2 separate regions of the Mustela erminea genome follow, and region 2 is linked to region 1. Evidence: chromatin contacts called from public Hi-C data. All regions are on one chromosome and are shown on one strand. Each heading gives the region's core, a stretch centred on a gene start, on an enhancer-like site or on the middle of the called end of the contact. The rest is flanking DNA. Distances are from core to core; before and after follow the strand shown. Region 1 has its middle 54 kb from the start of PRPS1. Region 2 holds the start of TSC22D3 (TSC22 domain family protein 3).

Region 1 (3,544 bases), core at 773-3,272:
ACCCTTACAGAAAAGTTCACACCGGGGGCTAACAACAGGTGTCTAAACAGTGCTGTCTTTGCTGGGGTGACTTTTGGCACAGCTGATGAAAGAGATGCCCCACCTTAGCTCTCCTGGCCAGGAACATCTAGAACACTCTCCTAGCTCAAGCCTAGTGCTCCTTGGGGATTCAAGAGTGGAAAAGGCAGAGCCTGCTTCTGTGTGCTGATTCGTTCCCCTCTAACCCAGGCACTTGTGCCAACAGCAAGTCCCACCCCTATCCCATGAGCCTCATGGTTGCACATGGATGTGCACATGGCTCAGGCGGGGACCAGAGGCTGACAGCAGGGAAAGGCTTTTCGCCACAGGCTGCAGAGTTGGGCACAGAGGATGGGGTGAGAATTTTCCCGAGATCCCTCTGTCTTTCCCAGGTTTTGCGGGATGCAGTGGTCCCTTTGGGTGGAGTTTCCAGAACCTTCCTTGGTAACATCTGAGGCCTTCATGCTGTCCACAGGGAGGCTGCCTAGCTAAGGGCAGTGGCTCCAAACTCTGATGGAGCTGAGTGCTCGGCCTCACTCCCCCTTACTCACTGTGGAACTTGGACAAGTGACTTAAGTTCTCTGAGCCTGAATTTCCATTCCCAGTGAGTAAAATGGTAGTAATTAGGGCACTTGAGAGAGCTAAATGAGATTATCCATGTAAAGCATTTAGCCTTGTGTCTGGCAGTTAGAAGCCATTCAATACATGTTAACTTGTATAATTATGCCCCTTTGATTACATGCCCTCTCACAGTTCTCCCTGGCCCCTCATCAGATTCTTTTCCCAAGGTCACAGCTCAGGACCATCCCCTTCAGGCCACCATTGCCTGGTGAAAACTACCCCCCGCCCCATCAACCAAGGATCCTTCTCTGAGGAACTCAGTCCTTGCTCCATAGATGGTGGTTCTCCCGGGGCCTCTCATCCTAATTCAGAGCCACTTGCCCTCTATACCTCAGCCTTTTATCTCCTATGTCATTGTTGGAGAAGGAGCCAGAGCCAGAGGGCAAAGGGCAGGGGCAGAGAGCAGGCTGTCTAGGCCTGGTGGGGCAGAGGAGATGCTGAGAATCTGCCCTGTCAGCGTTTTTTCCATGTGGGGAGGGAGGCACCACCAAGGGACTGAGCTGAGAATGTTCCGCTCTGCTCTGTCCAAAGTTGGCCTGCCCTGGGGCCACAGCCACAGGCTGCCCCCAGCAGGTTCTCTGATCTCTTGGGTAGAAGGAAGGCACAGGGGCCTCAAAGAACTCAAAAGATCACCTCCTGCACAGTCTTGCCTGCCTGCGGCCCTTCAGCCCAGCTCAGGGCTGTCATCCTCTATGCTCTCTTGCAGGCACCCATGTGCCTCAATTCACACCATATGCAGAAAAGGCAAGGGGACCAAGCCAGTCTTGAAAGGAGAAAGGGCCCCGGAGAGCCAAGCGGCGAGGCATTTGTTTGTTCTCCAAACTACAAGAGGCCCCCAAAGGCTCTTAGGCGCCCTGGAGCCTCCAAGGAATTATCAAGTGAGAAAGTGTCCGCAGTGCTAGATCAATTAGGAGAGCCGCAGCAATCAATCGAGAGAGCCTTTAACACCAGCTTTACCCCAGCTTTTACGGCACCTTCTAGGTAGAATCTCATTAAACCCTCTCCAATGTCTAGGAAAAAAAAAAAAAAGAGGCAAGCAAGCCCTTGAGGGGAAAAAAAAAAAAAGGACACGAATAGGCACATTCAAGCCGACTGCAGAAAGCAAGTAAGTGGCGAGGGTGGGGGGCGGAGGGGAGGGGGAATAGAGATGTTATGCTTAAAACATCTGGGAAGTGGTATCAGTCCTGTAAAAGCAAGGCTGGCTGGGGGAAGCCTTTCCAGTGGCCTTGCCCAGCTGTCCTCCTCCCACTTAGAACGAAATGTTCTGTCTTTCTGCGGTTATAACCTCTTTTCACTTGGAACGACTTGCACACGTCTGGACCTTGCTCCGGGCGGCCGCTCAGCGAGGCTCGCACGCCAGCGCAGATTACCCAGGGTGCCCTGGGGGAAGGGCTCCGCCCGGCGCCCGCCCACCTTCTGTCCCGCCCCCGCCCCGATCCTCCGCCCACTGCTGGGGAAGGGCGGCCGCCGCGGGCTCTCGGTCTACTCTCCAGCCCTGGCAGTGCGGCCGCGCGCGCTTGTGCTCACCCTCCCCTACGAGCACATGTCTTCCCACGCGCTGCTGCCGGGGGAAGCGGGGAACGGACGGGCATGTGGGCTGCCATGCGGCCGCCAGACAAGGGCGTGGCGGCGAGGCCAGCGCTGGCGGTGGCGGCTGCTGGGCAGTTCTACCTGGGTTGCCGGGGAGTCCCGGCTTGCTTACCAGAGGCCCCTGGGAGGATCAGAGTTCTTTAGATTTTCCAAGAGCCTCCGACAAATGCCCTCACCCTAGCTCGCCCCGGGAAATAGAACCACAGCCACCTGCCAGGGACCTGGGGTGGGGGACGGGGGAGGCTTCCGAAACCCAGAGCTGTCATGGGATTGGGGACGGCGGTAGGGGGCGGTTTGGAGCCGAGCCCGGGTCAGACGCCACCGGCGCACCCAAGCAACTAACGGGAAAGGGGAAAGTGGCCGAGGTGTAAGACAGCTGGTTCTCAGATTTGGCTGCCAAGTAGAGTCACCCGGGGAACTGCAAAAATTCTGATGCCCGGGGCCTCATCCCGCATTCATATTATCAGAATCGGGGGTGGGGGTGGGGCTGGGATCCAGACAAGGGTAGTTTTAAAAACGCCCCGGGTGGTTCCAGTATGCAGCAGAGGTTGCGAACCATTGGTTGCACGGATGACACAGAGCTGGTCCCTGGACCAGCAAGGGTGGCTCGAACCCGGGTGCTTGTTAGAAATGCAGACTCTCCAGCCCCACCTCAGCCCTAGGGAATCAGTATCTCCACTTTTAAAGGAACAGCTTTCTCAAGATGCAATTCGCACAGCTCAGAATTCACCTTCTTGAAGCGTGGGACTCCGTGGTTTTTACAGTTTTGTGCAATTCCCACCTCTATCTCCCTGGTTGCATTTCCATCACCCCCAAAAGAAACCCCATGCCCATTAGCAGTATGAGTCTGCATTCCCTCCACCATCCAGCCATGGGCAACCACTATTTCTATCTCCCCAGATTTGCCCATTCTGGATATTAGGATCTGCCTTGGAACAGATTTCTTCAGCACCTGACAGTTTGAGGAGCACCAGTGTTAGAGACCTTCTAAGAGAAGCAGCCGTCACTCCCCTCCCACACTTGTTGTCATCCAGACCTGTGGGTCCAGAGTTGATAGATTTTTCTTTTTCAAGAAAAGCCCAGAACTCTGGGTTTTTATGTGAATTCTTGCACTTTTAAAAAAGGTTGGCAACTAATGCAGAATTTTGGAAAACACTGTTGGGGCCAAACAAATTCTGTCTGAGGGCTAGATTCAGCCTGTCGGCTGCCACTTTCACCACTCCTCATGGTCACCAGGTTCTTACCCACCCCCACTTAAATCCTTCCTACTCCAGCCACAGTCCATTTCACCTTGTTCCACTTTCCATGGAGCAAC
Region 2 (3,544 bases), core at 395-2,894, 91 kb before region 1:
CCAGTCAGCCTTCCTCTGGAGGTATGCTATGTGTCACTATAAGCTGGACTTGCATGCAAACACATGGTAGCTTTCTGACCCTCTCTCTGAACTATCCAGATTTTTCTATATCTAAGTTATATTTGCTCTTGATCAGCTTGGATATAGTATGCAAAGCTGCACTGAATTATTAACAACACTGCTAGAGAGCAAGGACTACAACAAGGGAAATGTCAAGGGGACAAAATCTTCAGTTTAATGGTGCCAAATGCCAAGAAGGAAATACTTCCACCAGGACCTCGTCCCAAGGTTATGAACAAAGATAAGAGGACTCAGGCAAGCAGAGAAGCAAAAGGCCCCAGCAGTTCTCAAAACACAACTTAAGCAAACATTTATGGAGCTAATATATTTTGTTATAATGTTTAACATAAAATAATTATAAACAAGAGGGAAAATCATAAACACTGTAATTAAAAAACAATTCAGTAGGCTATAAGTCTGCACAATGCCTGTGAAATTTCATATTCTACTACCTCCTCTGGCTTTTACCCAAGAACATTAAAAAAAAAAAAAAGGGAAGAAGAACAAAAGGGGGGGAAATTAACGCATCTAAAGGATTGCTTTGGTTTCATAATCATTTTCATAAAGGACTGGCTTTTGGGAGACCAAACTGAATCCTCAGCAGGCTGTGAGAGCATAGGGACCATGCTCTCAGTTCTGCGGGTCTGGTCAGTGATCTCCAAAAGCCACTTTCATCTCTGATCCTGGGATCTTGTTGGGAGCTAGGGATACAGCTTGTTTCTGGTTTTCTGGCCCCTAAGGCAGAGAGAGCACTGCCCTCCCTCCATCCCTCCCTCCCACCATTTCCGCAAGTTGTGGGGCCCCCATACAAGACCCACTGGGCCCTGGGAACGGGGAGTTCTTTGGCTGCCCTTTGCTCCTAGTCACAGGGCTGCTCCTTGTGGCACCCAGAGGGAATTTCAAATGTAGGGAAAGCCCAATCTGCAGGGACTCGGGCAAATGAAGCTCCACCAGAAAGAGGGGGGCCCTAGCCCTGACTGGTGTCCGGGTGTTCAGGTCGGTCATGGGGGCCCCTTTTTACGTAAAATCTGCCTCCGTTTTCCTCCCGCTCTGGGAACCAATGCAGTGAGGAATCCACTAGGCGGCACCTCTGTGGTCTCCCGGGAGTTTGAACTCTGTGACCGAGGCAGGGAATGTTCCAGGTCTGAAACACAAGATGGCAGTATACGCTACCCTATTGCTAGGGCCACGAGCTTATACGGGGGGGGAAAAAAAAGCGAGTCGGCGGGGGGTGGGGAGCGCTGACTGAAACTGAAATCCATCTGAGTTTTATGTGCAGACTGAACATCATGAATATCTGGAATTTTTTTTTCAGGAGCCAATAATTATTGAATCCTCCACATTTCAGGGTAGTCCAATTCCCCAAGCCCTGAGCCACCCTGAAAGCCTGTCCTGCCCACCCAGCCCTTCCCCACGTCTTAAAAAGCCCAAGGGGTATGTGACCCAAGGAATCATCCTGCCTCGCTCTCCACGGATTTGACCTTTCACCTTTCCTCAGCCCCAGAAGCACTCTCTGCTCGGAGCCAAGAACTCCTCGGCTCGCAGTTTCACGCCACCCCCGTGCCTATGAGCATTTCCTCACCACAGCTCTCGAAAGGGTGAGGACAGAGACCAACTAAGGTGGCAGACGGGGATCAGAAAAGGCGGGGCAGCAAGCTTGGAAAAGTAGGGGAAGATAAGTTAAGTGAGGAGAAAGGGGCAGACCCGAGGAGAAAGCGTGGGTTGCTGACGCGAGGGACACGCGGGGGGAAATCGAATGGGGGAAATGAAGGGGACAGAAAGAAAAAGACGGAGAATGGGGAAGGGGGATGGGGAATGGGGGAGAAGCCGGGGAATGGGGGAGAAGACGGTAATGGGGAAGACGGGGAATGGGGGAAGATGGGGAATGGGGGAGAAGAGGGAAGAACTGAGGAAATGCCGAGGAGGAAAAAAAAAAGAAAGAAAGAAGGAAGGGGGGCAAGAAAGAAAAGGAAGAGGAGCGGAAACGGGTAAAGAAAGAAATACGGGGAAGAAAGAAAATGAAAGAAAGGGGAAAGAGTGGGGAAGAAGTGCCGAGAGACGGAAGGGCAAACGGAGACGCGAGCCCAGGAAGGGAGAAGGGGCAAGGCAGCGGGAAGCCACCCGGGGAGCTGGCATTCCCTGAAGCCTGGGCACTGATGGCCTCAGATGGGGTTCAGGGAAAAGAGGAGTGTGCGCGTGGGGGAAAGAGGGGAAGATCAGGAGAAGAAGGGGCCAGAAACCGAGGCGAGTTTGAGCGTGCTTTCGTGAGTTTCGTTTAAGGCATTCCCCTGGGCACCGCGAGAGCGTGCCGGGCGCTCTCAGACTCCCCGCGGGGGCAGCGGTTCTCTCTCTGCAGACCCCCCAAATAGGCTGGTGGCGGGGCGGAGGGTTAAGGCAGCGACGAGACGGGCTCGCGCGGGCGGCGTCTCTCCTGCAGGGGGACCCGTCCTCGGCGGGACGCCGAACATCTGCCCTCCCGCGGAGCTCGAGACCGGGTTGGCGCGGCGTCCGCGGCTGACCGCGAGTAGATTTTTGACGGTGGATGCGCCTTGAGCGGCCAGAGAGCCCGAGCGGCGGCAGCGCCAGGCGCGCGGACTGGGGGAGCGCGGGCCAGGGTGCGAGCGGCCGTGTGGGTGCGAGGGCACAAGGGTGCGGGCGGCGGAGGGGGGGAGGGAGGCGGGAGCTTGGGGGGCTGGACCCAGGCGGCCGCCAGGGAAGCGGCGAGGAGCGCTCACCGCCGGCCCCCCTGGGGTAATTTACATGCTGTCACAGCCCCGTGCTGACTCCTGGGCGTGCAGCTCGCTCACTCGCTCACTGGCTCCCTCGCTCACTCGCTCTCCGCTCCTACCACCGCACAGCCGGCACAACCCAGGGGAGCCCGAGAGCGGGAGAGCCAGCGAGCCGGGGAGGGAGGGAGCAAAGGAGGGAGGGAACGAGGGCGCGCCCTGGCTCTCCCTCTGCCCTGCTGCCCGCCCTTCCTGCTGCCACAGGTCCGCCGAGCCCCGCTCACACTTGGGAAACTTAGGACTGCGCTAGAGCCGCGTGTGGCACCTGGGGAGGGGGGGGCGGGCAGCCCCAGCCTCTAGAGGAGGGGGAGGAGGAAGAGAAGGAAGTGAGCCCGAAGGATCCGCTCAGAGCTGTTTGTCCAGCTGTTTCTATTCGCACCCAGGGCAGCACAGCCAGGAGGGGGCCGAGCCGAGGGTGGCTGGCTTTAGGCGCTAATTTCCAACTCCTCTCGCAGCTTGTGTTTTCCAGACACCCTGGAGTCCCCTCAAGCTAGCCCGGCGGGCGCGCACCTGCCAGCCGACCCTGACCTCGAGGGCCAAACGGCCCCCGAGCCTGAGAAGATGGCCCAGCCCAAGACCGACTGCCGTTCACCTGTCGGTCTCGACTGCTGCAACTGCTGCCTGGACCTGGCCCACCGGAGCGGGCTCCAGCGCGACAGCAGCGGAGAAAACAACAATCCGGGCAGCCCTACCGTGAG

The links. A called contact is a pair of places that touch in the nucleus more often than the background predicts.
Region 2: a contact with region 1 is called in a Hi-C map of skeletal muscle, with 9 times the contacts expected there. The contact joins the promoter of TSC22D3 here to the enhancer-like site in region 1. A contact is called at or near these places in 2 of 3 Hi-C or Micro-C datasets (skeletal muscle and spleen).

What each region holds. Positions count from the first base shown.
Region 1 is chrX:89,654,284-89,657,827 of mMusErm1.Pri, reverse strand. No RefSeq gene overlaps it. Among named protein-coding and RNA genes, the nearest start is that of PRPS1, 54 kb to the right of the region's middle. Within about 2 kb of position 2,022, the one cell type or tissue checked has open chromatin away from gene starts, as enhancers often do.
Region 2 is chrX:89,744,790-89,748,333 of mMusErm1.Pri, reverse strand. TSC22D3 (TSC22 domain family protein 3) reads left to right here and starts at 1,644. Exons shown (of 4, transcript XM_032329662.1): 1 at 1,644-1,658; 2 at 3,302-3,544. The coding sequence starts at 3,408. All of the region lies in intron 3 of NCBP2L (nuclear cap-binding protein subunit 2-like), which reads right to left.